3 separate regions of the Mus musculus genome follow, and regions 1 and 2 are each linked to region 3. The links are chromatin contacts, called in public Hi-C and promoter capture Hi-C maps. All regions are on one chromosome and are shown on one strand. The core of a region is the stretch at or near the end of the contact, and the rest is flanking DNA. Distances in the headings are between cores, read along the strand shown. Region 1 holds the start of Pigl (phosphatidylinositol glycan anchor biosynthesis, class L). Region 2 has its middle 37 kb from the start of Pmp22. Region 3 holds the start of Trim16 (tripartite motif-containing 16).

Region 1 (3,711 bases), core at 318-2,817, 360 kb before region 3:
TGGACAGATACCTCGGGCTGATGTCCGCCCGCCTAAGGCCATTCTTCCTCCAAACTCCAGGAGCCTCCACTCGTCTAGCCTGAACTCCCCACCGCACCCGACTCGCCCCTGGGGGAGGGAGAGGAAAAGACCTGCGGTTTGGACGGGCCCTAACCCTGCGTCCTCCGCGACGCCCCTGGCCTGGCTGATCCGAAGCTGGCGCCCTGGGAGCCCGAGGAAGCTCCCGGGCGAGCAGGGCCCGGAGGCCGGGGCTGCAGGCGCCGAGCCTACTCACCGGGAGCTGGCGGAGTGAGAGCCGGCGCGCCCCACGGCCGGACGACCGGGGCGCGGCCCCGGCGCGCGGCCCTCCGCCCGGCCCTCGCTCGGCAGCGCGGCGAGCTGGGCGCTCACTCCAGCCGCCGCCGCCGCAGCTTCGCCACCTTAGCCGCCATCTTGCCTCAACCCCACTCCCTCCCCCTCAGGCCGGGCGGCCGCGCTGAGGCGGCTCAGACTTGGGCTCCTCCTCCTTCCGGAGGGTTGGGGAGACGACTCCCTCCCCGGGAGAACGGAGTGCGGCTCTTACCTCGGCCTCGCTTCCTGGGTCGCGGACGCCGCGCCGGTTCTTTTCAAGTTGTCCCTCGCACTCATGCCCGCCCCGGCAGCGCTGCCTCCGGCCCGACCCGCCGCCGCCGTGGCAGCCATCGCGTCCTCGGCCTGGAGCGTCCCCGCGAGCCTGCCACTCCCGCGCGCCCGGGGCCTTCCCCTCAGGCGTGGGAAAGGACCGGGAGCCCGGCGCGAGGTTAGCCTTGCGACCCCTGCGCGCCGCCAAAGCGGCTACCCCGTCCCCTCGCCGCCAAAGAGAAACCTCAGCCCACGTGGCTGGGACGCACGTTAATTTCACACCGAGTGTTCCTCGGCATGGCGGGCGAGGCCTCCTCCACGGCGTGGCTCCTTAATCTCTGCCTCTTAAGAAAACTTAAGGGGCCTGCCGACCTCACCCTTCGAGTGAAATGACATTTCCTCTTAGCCGCTTACTTTTTCCTCTTGCAAAGCCGCCATCTGAGAAAGAACAAACGGTGACCCGCTTCGGAAAAACTTTTATTCCGGATAACGGGCTGTTTTATACAAAGTTTGAAGTCATAAAACGAGTTGAAAGGAGAATGCTGACGTTTGTTTTAGAATGCTTCCCTTTTGGCCGGCGTGCTGACACGCCTGAAATCCCAGCTCAGGAGGCAAAGGAATGGGAATCATTGCAAACTCGCATGGTCTGCATATAGTGAGTTTAGGGGAACACGCAGAGAGAGACGCGATCTCAAAATAACTCTAAAAATGCTTCCTTCCTTTTAAGCACACTGAACGGTAAGAAAGACACTTAAGACCGCAAAGTGCGGCTGAGCTCTGAAACTGGAGCAGATAGAGGATTCCGCCACCGAGGAGACGGGGCAGTATGGGTGGAAGTTTCCACGCTAGACCACGAATCTTGGTCTCCAGCCGCCGCCGCACTCTGACCCACGGAACGCAGTTTCAGCCGGTTCCGTTTTCCCGCAGGGAACCCGAGTCCACCCGCAGCCTGCCTTCCTGCGCAGGCGCAGTGCCACTTACCCGGCATGGAATTGGTGGGTTTCTTGTGTGTGGCCGTGGCTGTCCTGACTTGGGGCTTCCTCCGGGTTTGGAACTCAGCGGAACGAATGAGGTCTCCGGAGCAGGCGGGCCTGCCGGGAGCCGGAAGCCGGGCCCTTGTAGTGATCGCGCACCCGGACGATGAAGCCATGTTCTTTGCTCCCACCATGCTAGGCTTGGCACGCCTGGAGCAGCAGGTGTCCCTGCTCTGCTTCTCCTCAGGTAGGAGACTGTAGGAGGGTCGCTGGGTTAGGGAACTAACCGATCTTAGTTAACTTCTTCCGGAAAGGTTTTCTGTCGTAGGTAGCTACTTTCTCTGTGCTGGTCAGTCTGGGGACAGAAACAGCCGACTTCCCAGATAGGTTAGGGAACCCCGAGCGAATTCCATCCTAGCCAAATCGAGGAGCAGAAAAGTGGTTGTTCATCATTGGTTCCGTTCAGTACCTTCATGTTCCTTTGGGAACTGCGACTGTACTGGATGTTTTGGGTTTTTTATAAAGACAGTCTCACTGTAATCTAGCATCCCAGGCGTGAGCCGCTGTGCCTGACCTGTTATCCTGAGGAACCGTCTATTTGCAAAAGGATCAAATAAAATCATGCACCAGACAATTTGAGCTGTATGGTGTCTGCTCAGCCCACCAACTTTCTTTCCTAATAATAGCAAAAGACCTTCCTGCTGCTTTGAAACCCATTTTCTGCTACAAAGATTCATGTGTCAAATTGGGAGATTTTTTGTTTAACTTCAGACAAATAGAAATACATTTATAGATAATTTTAGAGTTCATCTGTACCCAGCTATTATTAAAAGAATTCTTCAAAAATGAGACTTGAATAATGATACAGACAAAAACAAACGAGAAAACCAGGATACCCTAAATATGGTGATGACTGGACAATGTGAAGTGTATACATACAGTGGGTGAATTTTATAGCAAAGTATACCTCAATAAAGCTGATTTTCAAAATTGCTCAGGACCTTTTTTCCCATGTGGTTGTTGTGTTGTTCTCTTTTGGGGGGCCAGGGGTGTTTTTGTTGTTGTTGTTTTGTTTTTTTGTTTTTCTAAACAGGGTTTCTCTGTATAGCCCTGGCTGTCCTAGAACTCACTCTGTAGACCAGGCTGGCCGAGAACTCAGAAATCTCCCTGCCTCTGCCTCACAAGTGCTGGGATTAAAGGCATGCGCCACCACTGCCCAGCTTCTTCGGGTGTTTGGTTGGTTTGGTTTGGTTTGGTTTGGTTTGGTTTGGTTTTTCGAGACAGGGTTTCTCTCTGTGTATAGCCCTGGCTGTCCTGGAACTGGCTTTGTAGACCAGGCTGGCCTCGAACACAGAAATCCGCCTGCCTCTGCCTCCTGAGTGCTGAGATTAAAGGTGTTCGCCACCACGCCCGGCTTTCTTTTTTTAATAACTGATCTTAAACAGAAATCATCAGGATTGATTTATAAAATTGGCTGAATTTGGGAGAATTATTTCTGGTTTTTAAACAGAATTAATGTAGATTTATTAAAGAAAAAAAAAAAAAAAACTCCTGAGAGTGGAGAGGCTCCAAACAAGGAAAGAGTACCTTCTTTTCTTTTCTTTTTTTAATTTACATTTTATGTATTAGTGCTTTGCTTGTATGCATGTATGTGTAGCACATGAATGCATGGTGTGCACAAAGACTAAAAGAGGGTGTTGGATTCCCTGGAACAGGAGTCATAGCCAGTTGTGAACTACAATAAGAATGCTGGGAACTTGCTGGGCAGGGGTGGCAAATGCCTTTAGTCCCAGTGTTCCAGAGGCAGGCAGATCTCTGAGTTCGAGGCCAGCCTGGTCTACAGAGGGGGTTCCAGGACTGCCCAGGGTACACAGAGAAACCCTGTCTTGGGGGGAGGGGAGGTCAGTACAGGAACCTGAATTCTGGGTCTCCAGGAAGAGCATAGATTACTCTAAACCTCAGCCATCTCTCTTGCCCCCTTGTTTTATGTTTTATAATTATTAGAATTGAATTATTCACAAATATGTTTCAAGATTTGCATCATAGCTGTATTTGTTTGCAAGATAGTCTGGGTTCAGTATGTCCTCTAATATTTTCTAGATTATTTTTAATAGAACTTAAAATTTTTGGGTCAAGC
Region 2 (3,597 bases), core at 939-3,438, 350 kb after region 3:
AGGAAATGGGACCACCAGCAAGTTGATTATAAATCTCCATGAGTAACAAGGTCCACAGGATAGTGTAAAACAAAGCACGATGATTCAAATGTCCTGATCTCAAAACTCACTCTAAAACAGTGGTAGGCAAGAGAATGAGGTGCTGACAGGCCAGAAATAGAGCAACACATTAAGAAGATGCCTGCATGATGGCTGGGTATGGTGATCCACATCCAGAGTCCTAGCACACAAGGGGCCCAGAAGCACTGTCTGAGGCCAGCCTGAGCTACATAATGAGACTCCTATCTTAAAAATCACAACACTAACCACTATAATAATAGATATCTGGGCCTCTGTGTAAAATCATACACAAAAAACTAATTTGAAGTGGGCCAACATCCTAAACATAAGGGCTAAATGTGCAAGACTTTCAGAAGAAAGTATGGCACCTTGAACTTGTCAGAGATTCTTAGCTATTTTACACAAAGAGTGGGGAAAGGTGAAAACAAATAGAATTTTATCAAATCTTTAAAAACCCTTCTGTGGTTCAAAAGACACCTAGTGAAAATAATGCATTCCACCAATTAATAAATAATGTTTGAAATTCATGAATCAGGCAAGGGACCTATGCCTAGATTATATAACAAACTCCTACAATTCGATTAAAAATATACAACTAAATTAAAAAAATTGTTAAAAGATGTGTTCACACCTATAATCACCGGACTTAGGAGGCTGAGGCAGGAGGACTGCTTCCAGTTTGAGGCCAGCCTGGGCTACATAGCTAGATCCTGTCTCAATCTCTCCTCCCTCTAGCAGGAAAAAAAAACCCAATAAACCTTGGTTAAATATTTGTCCTAGGAAGATACAGAATTGGCCCAGAAGCACGTGAATAGCCTTAGTCACCAGGAAAAGCTGGGATAGTAGGATGTTCCTTTACCAGGCTAGTTAGACTCTAAACTCTAACCACACACTTGGGTGAGGATGCAGGAGAACTGGATCCCTCACAGGCTACGACTGGGTATATAAACAGTGTGTCTACTTTGAGAATGTATTTGCAGTTCCTCAAAGGATTAAGGTTACTGTTTGTCCTAGCAGATCCTGTCCTCCTATAATCCCAAGAGAAACAAACTCAAAGTCTGTATCGAAACTTACACAAGGATGTTGTAACAGCTCCAGAATGGAAACAACCCAAATGACCATTGAGAAAGAGATGGTAAAATATGGTCTCCTCATGCCACAGAACACGTTTTATCTGTAAAAGGCTGTAATATATCATTACATGCTACCAAGTGGGTGAAGCTTCGACACATGATGTTAGATGAAAAGAGTCAGTCACAGAAGCCTGCCTACCATATGCTAGATTCTGTTTATAGTGAGGTTAAGAACAGGAGAACTGTATACACAAGAGTGGGCTAGTCATTGTGTAGGGCTGGGGGTGGGGCAAATAAGGATAAAGGGAGAATGGCAAAATGTTTCCTATCACGCAGAAGATGCTCTAAGCCTGGGGGTAGTGATGGTTCCACACTTCCTTTGTGAGACATACTAAAACGCAACGAATTTTGTGTGTGTGTGTGTGTGTGTGTGTGTGTGTGTGTGTGTGTGTGTGTGTGTGCAGTGACACCTGTGGGGTGTAAGCTCGCACTAATGTCATAGGAAGATGCAGCTGTGTGTTCAACTGTTCCTCGCCATCTCATTAAAAAAATAGAATGTCTGCTTTTTCTGTGGGTTTGATCATTGTTTTTTAAAGCTGTTTTTTTTTTTAATTTTACTTTATTTGTAAAGATTATGTATGTGTCTGGGTGTGGAGTCCTGCACACCTGTGCAGTGCCCACAGAGGCCAGGAGAGGGTGTTGGATCCCTTGGAGCTGGAATGACAGGCGTCGTTGTGAGCCACCTGATTCTGGTGCTGGAAAGCAAACTTGGATCTTCTGCAAGTGCCTCAAGTACTCTTGACCACGGAGCCGTCTCTCCAGCTCTCTGTTTATTTTGTTTTTTAAGGGAAGACATTCTTCTTTCTCCTGAAACAGCAGTAGGGAAGTTCAAACAGAACAGTGGAGATGAACAGTTAACATTTCTTTAGCAACAGAATCTTGGGTCCTCTCAGGGGATTGCTTTATGACATTTTCTTTCCGTCCTGAGCATTTCGGAGAATTCCTTTGACCTTAGGAATTTACAGCAGGGCAGCTTTGATTAGAAACTGCCCTTTTAGTGGCTGCATTCCACTGTGCTTGGGATTCTGGGAGCAACAGTCCACAGAATGGCGAGCACACCCAGCTGTTGAGAGCACACTTCCTATCTAGAAGCGTTGAAATTTGTTTACCTCTTTTCTCTTTTTCCTCCAAGGATGTGTGTGTGTGTGGCTTAATTCTTTGCTTAGCTTTTCTGCATTTCAGCATAGCTTATTTGCAGCATTGTCTGCTGTTCACAGACTAAAAAAATTCCTGTAGGAGATATCAGAAGAAACAATTGGGCTAACTATTGTTTAGTGGGGTTTGGGTTTTTTTGTTTCTTTGTTTTCTGATTGGCTGGACCTCATGTCCTGGAGGCCTTCATCTTCCCCTCTTTCTGCCCTCATGATTTAAAGCGAGGTTTTGTTTTGGTTCGTTCTTGCTTTGTTTTCTGTTTCTCATCCATATTTTCAGCATAGTTTTTAGGTAAATGGGGCTTCGCACAGGACTTTCCATTTTGAAGACAGATAGAGATATAAACGAAGGGGCAGCTGGGGGCAGTGAGTACGGCTGGTTTTCTTGAAGGTTTGATAGGATCTGGTGCTGAGTAGTTATCAAGCAGACGCTGGTACCCCAGTGCTTTCTCAAATCCTTGTCTCCTCATCTGTGTCCTGTTTAAGCATCTGAATTCTTGACATGTCTTAAAACGTATGTGTTTCAGAGGAAGTACCATCTTTCATCTGTATCTCCAAGTTTGTTTTCATGGAGTGTTGGAGACAGCTGTAACAGTCATCTTAATTTCCTGTTTCAATTTTCTTTCTTCTTCTTAATCGTGTGCACTTGTGCCTTCTCATCTTTAATTTTTCTCCACACTAGGCCTGGTAGTGTTTTATTTCTCTTATTTGATAGGAAAACATTATTTTTGATCATTTCTGCAGTTTTAGCTAATACACAGGCACTCTGCATCTCATGCTTTCCTCACTTTATGGTTATCTCCCTGATCTGTCCTCTGATCTGTGGTATTTTTCGCTTTATACAATATATTCAGGAATGTAATGAATAGCATGATATAGTCATTAGATTAAGAATTTCTTGCTTCCCCGATGACTCGTATGCTTCAGAATGCAGTGTGGCTCTGTCTGTCTTAGCGCATGTTCTCTGCACATCTATACCCTGTACCTTATCATTGGCATCTCTGAAGACGGTTCCTTCATCTAAGCTTTTAAACAGTTAACATCTTGTGATGTCCCTGCTTTGACACGAACTACATACTTTTTTACTGCGAATACTTCTTCGGTGTCTTGACCATGTTATCTTTTTATTATTTCTGTCTGTTATGACATTGGGATTCTTAAAACTCTTGAACTCACAGCTGTTTAGCTTTCAGTCTTAAACAAAGTGCAGAAGTGTCCCGTATACCTTGCTCTGACCTCACGTTTCCCCTTTC
Region 3 (3,749 bases), core at 143-2,642:
GGAGATCACAGAGTAAGATACGGGGCCTAGAAAGGCTGGAGAGAGCTGTATGTGGAAGGGGACAGTGCCTTCCCTCTTCTACCCGATGGCCCCTTCCTGTGCCCATTCTCAGCCAGCTCCTGGAATGCCCTAGAAGCGGACACTGGAGGGTCAGGGTTATAAACATCCATCAATTTCTGTGGTTTCAGAACCAGGATGCTTGCACAGGGTGGCAAACACAGAGACCATGCGTTTCGCAAAAGAGAAAAATCATATTTGAAGGCAGCTGAGCTGAGCATGGAAGGGGAGAAGCACAGTTAGATCCACTTCCTGGAGGGTGGGGTCTGGTGAGGATTTATGAGATAGGGAAGGGTGGCTGAGAGGACCATAATCGGTCCTCATGGCTCTTCGTGGGATGCATGTTCAGGACAGGTCAGTGTTAGAATGTTCTGAGGGCAGAAGTTTTGGTCTTCTGATGCCAAAAGGTCACCCACTAGTTACCTGCTCAGGTCCAGATGAGTCAATTTCAACAAAAGGCCATCAAGTTTCGGAGAAGCAAGCCAGACAACTGTTATCATCAAAGCCCACATGTTAGAGGTTTATGGCAGAGAGTGGAAGGCCAGGGCCCTGTCCACTGGGTGGCTTCTCACATGAGTGAGTTTTAAAAGTCAACCAGAAGTGGAGCTAGGAGGACGGTTCAGTGGGTAAAGTGCTTGCTAGGTGTGCATGGCCACCTGCAGCCATGCAATGGTGCTTATCTGTAACCCCAGCACTGGGGCAAGAGTCTAGAATATCCCTCTGACTTGCTGGCCTGCTGCGCTAGGTGACCTAGCGTGTTCCAGGTTCACTGTGAGGTCCTCTCTCATGAAATGAGGTGGAGAGCAATTAAGAAAGACACTAGATGTCAAACTCTGTCACACACACACACACACACACACACACACACACACGACTAAAATAAAACAAAAGTCTGATAAAAGCAAGTTATTAAAAGCAGATAAAGCTAGATTGACTATGTCTGTCTGTCTGTCTGTATGTCAGGTTTTGTGGTGGTGGTGGTAGGACCAAGCTGGTGGCTCATTTAGGATTAGCAGCTGCCCTATTATCAAAGTCCTTACATTTTGGACCCCTTTAAAAATATATGGAGTAGAGAGAAGGGGAGGGGGAGGGGAGAGAGAGGGAGGGATGGAGGAAGGAGAGAGAGAGAGAGAGAGAGATCCACCGCAAAATATGGCTTGTGGGACCGCTCAAAGCCGCAGAGGCTTACAATAGAGCTCAGGAATCTTGCCCTTTTTTCCAGTCCCACAGGCACACGTGGTCTCCGGAAGAGCCTATGGGGTGTGCGTGAATGAGTCCCGTAAGAATAGAAGTTTCAGGGCTGGGCTAGGAATGAGAATGAGAAGCCTGAGCCAAGGAACAGACACAGGAGCCAAGTGGCAAGGCAGTTCTGAGCCTTGTCACTGTGGCTGGCTACTAGCCAATCTGGAGGAGCCTCGTCCTGTCTGAGTAACTGAGCTTCCTCGGGAGGGAGGAAACAGTTAATGTCTCAGGGCAGCTGCAATCTGCTAGGCGTGGCTCTCTGGTTTGACTTGGGCTACTCAGATCCTGAGCCAAGGGACCGCGAGGAAGGACGCCTTAGTCCTTAGTCCGCAGAGCCTCCACCAGATGGCTGAATTGGATCTGATTGCCCCGGGGCCTCTGACCGGGGTCACTGCTCACCCTTTGGCCCCTCTCGGCCCAGACCCTGTGTCAGCTATCCCAGCAGAAAAAGAAGATGCGGACCCTCTCAGCAAGTCAGGTGAGGAAACCCAGGAGCAGGGTCATGACCCCGCAGAGGTCGGGGCTCCTGGTGAAGAGGATCAGATCTTGTGTGACTTCTGTCTTGGGGCCAGCAGAGTAAGGGCAGTGAAATCCTGTCTGACCTGCATGGTGAACTACTGTGAGGAGCACCTGCGGCCACACCAGGAGAACAGCAAACTGCACAGCCACCAGCTAACCGAACCCGCAAAGGACCAGGATCTACGCACCTGCCCTGCCCACCACAGCCCTTTGGTTTCCTTCTGCCACACGCACCAGCAGTGTATCTGCCAGGAATGCGGGGAGGGTGAACACAGAGGCGACAGTACTGTCTCCCTGGATGCAGCCCGCAGGAACAAAGAGGTGAGTAGTGGGGTCTGTCGCCTGGGAGGGACCAGTGGGAGGAGGTGTCCCCAGGGAGAGGTCACACATGCTGCATTTGTGGCTCTGTTGATGCCAGTTTGTTCCGAGTCAACAGAGGAGAACTTTAGCGGTAGTGCCTGGGTGTTGGTTCGCTGTAAGTATCTATAGCCGCTGGCTTTGGAAACAAAAGTGGGTCACTGTCCCCATCTCAGTGTCCCTGTTGCTGTGCGGTCTCTATTGTCTCTGCCAGGCATAGGAATTTCCTGCTGTTTCTAGTTAGAGTTTAGTAATGTGCATTTGGGTGTGTGCTGTAGAAGGTTAGCCTCAGGAGTGTGGTATTTCCCTCTGGCAGGATCTGTGAGGCATATATCAACCCATGAAAACCTTGGCAGAAGTCCAAGGGAAAAGAAGAAACCTCAGACTTCATTTCTCCTTTTCTTCCTTCCTCTCTTTCTTAACTTCTTTCTTTCTTTCTTTCTTTCTTTCTTTCTTTCTTTCTTTCTTTCTTTCTTTCTTTCTTTCTTTCTTCCTTCCTTCCTTCCTTCCTTCCTTCCTTCCTTCCTTCCTTTCTTTTTTTTTGAATCGCAAAACCACAAAAGAAGCTAACACAAAATGCTGCATTCAAGTAAAACAAAACAAAACAAAACAAAAACTGCCAAGATAACAGAATTTGAAACGCACACGGAAGTTAATGCCAAGGGCGACTTAACTTACTGGAGAATAAAGGTTCCTTACGGGATAGGCTGGCAGGAGCACCTGAGAAACACTGTGCTCGAAGTCTGAAATTTTACTTTTATCAGATAAAAAAGTCATTTCTGAAGCACTGCTTGCCTTTATCTGGAAGCCAAGATCCTGGATGAGACATTGGGGGTGGACCCCCGCAGCTTTCCCACTTTGAGTTTCTCCCACTTTGAGTTTCCCCAGTAGGAAGTAAGGTTGACTCCGCCCACACACAGGTCCTGGTTCACGCTCAAGGCAGTTCCCTCTTTGCACTGTTGGTTGGCACACCCAGAGCCTTTCTGTGGCATGTGTTCCTGGGCAGTAAAGGAAAGTGGTATCTGGGCAAGGAACTTTCCTAACCAGGGTATTTCTTTTGTTCCTGTACCAGAGGTAGACTCTCTCTAGTCCTGGATGGGTGTAGTTCTGCAGAGTTCGACACTCCAGATGCTAATGAGTCACCATTTCCGGCCCAGGAAGCCACTTGTCAACTGTTTCCAGTGTTTCTAGTATCAAGGGATGTCCTATACGGAAAGTATGGCAATCAACAAATACATCAAAGGAAAGGGACCCACCCAACTTGAAAATATTTTTTGGTGTGGATTTTCCCATCTGATATTTCAGTAATTATTAGGTGAGGGCTCTGAAGGTCTCTGTTGTACTTGTTCAAAGTTACGCAGTTGATGAGCGAGGCATGGAAGCTTCTGGAACACCATCTTATTAGAGAAAAATGAAGGAAGACCCTCAAATTGCAACATTGTAACTTTAATATTTATTCATTTGTTTTGTATGTGGGTGTGTGTGCATGAGGATGCATGTATGTGAACATGTGTGTTGAGGCAGAGGTTAACCTCAGGCAGGGAGTCTCCTCAGGAGTTGTCAAATTAAAAAAA

Evidence for each region. Promoter capture Hi-C pulls out the DNA fragments that hold promoters and counts their contacts. A called contact is a pair of places that touch in the nucleus more often than the background predicts.
Region 1: a Hi-C map of the Ba/F3 cell line shows a contact between it and region 3, with 2.5 times the contacts expected there. The contact joins the promoter of Pigl here to the promoter of Trim16 in region 3. A contact is called at or near these places in 1 of 39 promoter capture datasets (pre-B cells), 2 of 484 Hi-C or Micro-C datasets (the Ba/F3 cell line and LSK cells), 1 of 115 datasets of contacts at active chromatin or transcription factors (microglia) and 1 of 9 other capture datasets (adipose tissue).
Region 2: a promoter capture Hi-C map of neural stem cells shows a contact between it and region 3. The contact joins the enhancer-like site here to the promoter of Trim16 in region 3. A contact is called at or near these places in 7 of 39 promoter capture datasets (the 3T3-L1 cell line, 3T3-L1-derived adipocytes, cranial neural crest and 4 more) and 2 of 115 datasets of contacts at active chromatin or transcription factors (the NIH/3T3 cell line and bone marrow-derived macrophages).

What each region holds. Positions count from the first base shown.
Region 1 is chr11:62,456,874-62,460,584 of GRCm38.p6, forward strand. It overlaps Pigl (phosphatidylinositol glycan anchor biosynthesis, class L), which reads left to right and starts at 1,568. Exons shown (of 7, transcript NM_001039536.4): 1 at 1,568-1,821. The coding sequence starts at 1,587. It also overlaps a transcript of Ncor1 not described here.
Region 2 is chr11:63,166,908-63,170,504 of GRCm38.p6, forward strand. No RefSeq gene overlaps it. Among named protein-coding and RNA genes, the nearest start is that of Pmp22, 37 kb to the left of the region's middle. Within about 2 kb of position 2,189, at least 42 of the 459 cell types and tissues checked have an H3K27ac peak or open chromatin away from gene starts, as enhancers often do. A contact at or near this core is called in 3T3-L1-derived adipocytes and trophoblast stem cells, where this site is marked.
Region 3 is chr11:62,818,861-62,822,609 of GRCm38.p6, forward strand. Trim16 (tripartite motif-containing 16) reads left to right here and starts at 1,393. Exons shown (of 6, transcript NM_053169.2): 1 at 1,393-2,139. The coding sequence starts at 1,645.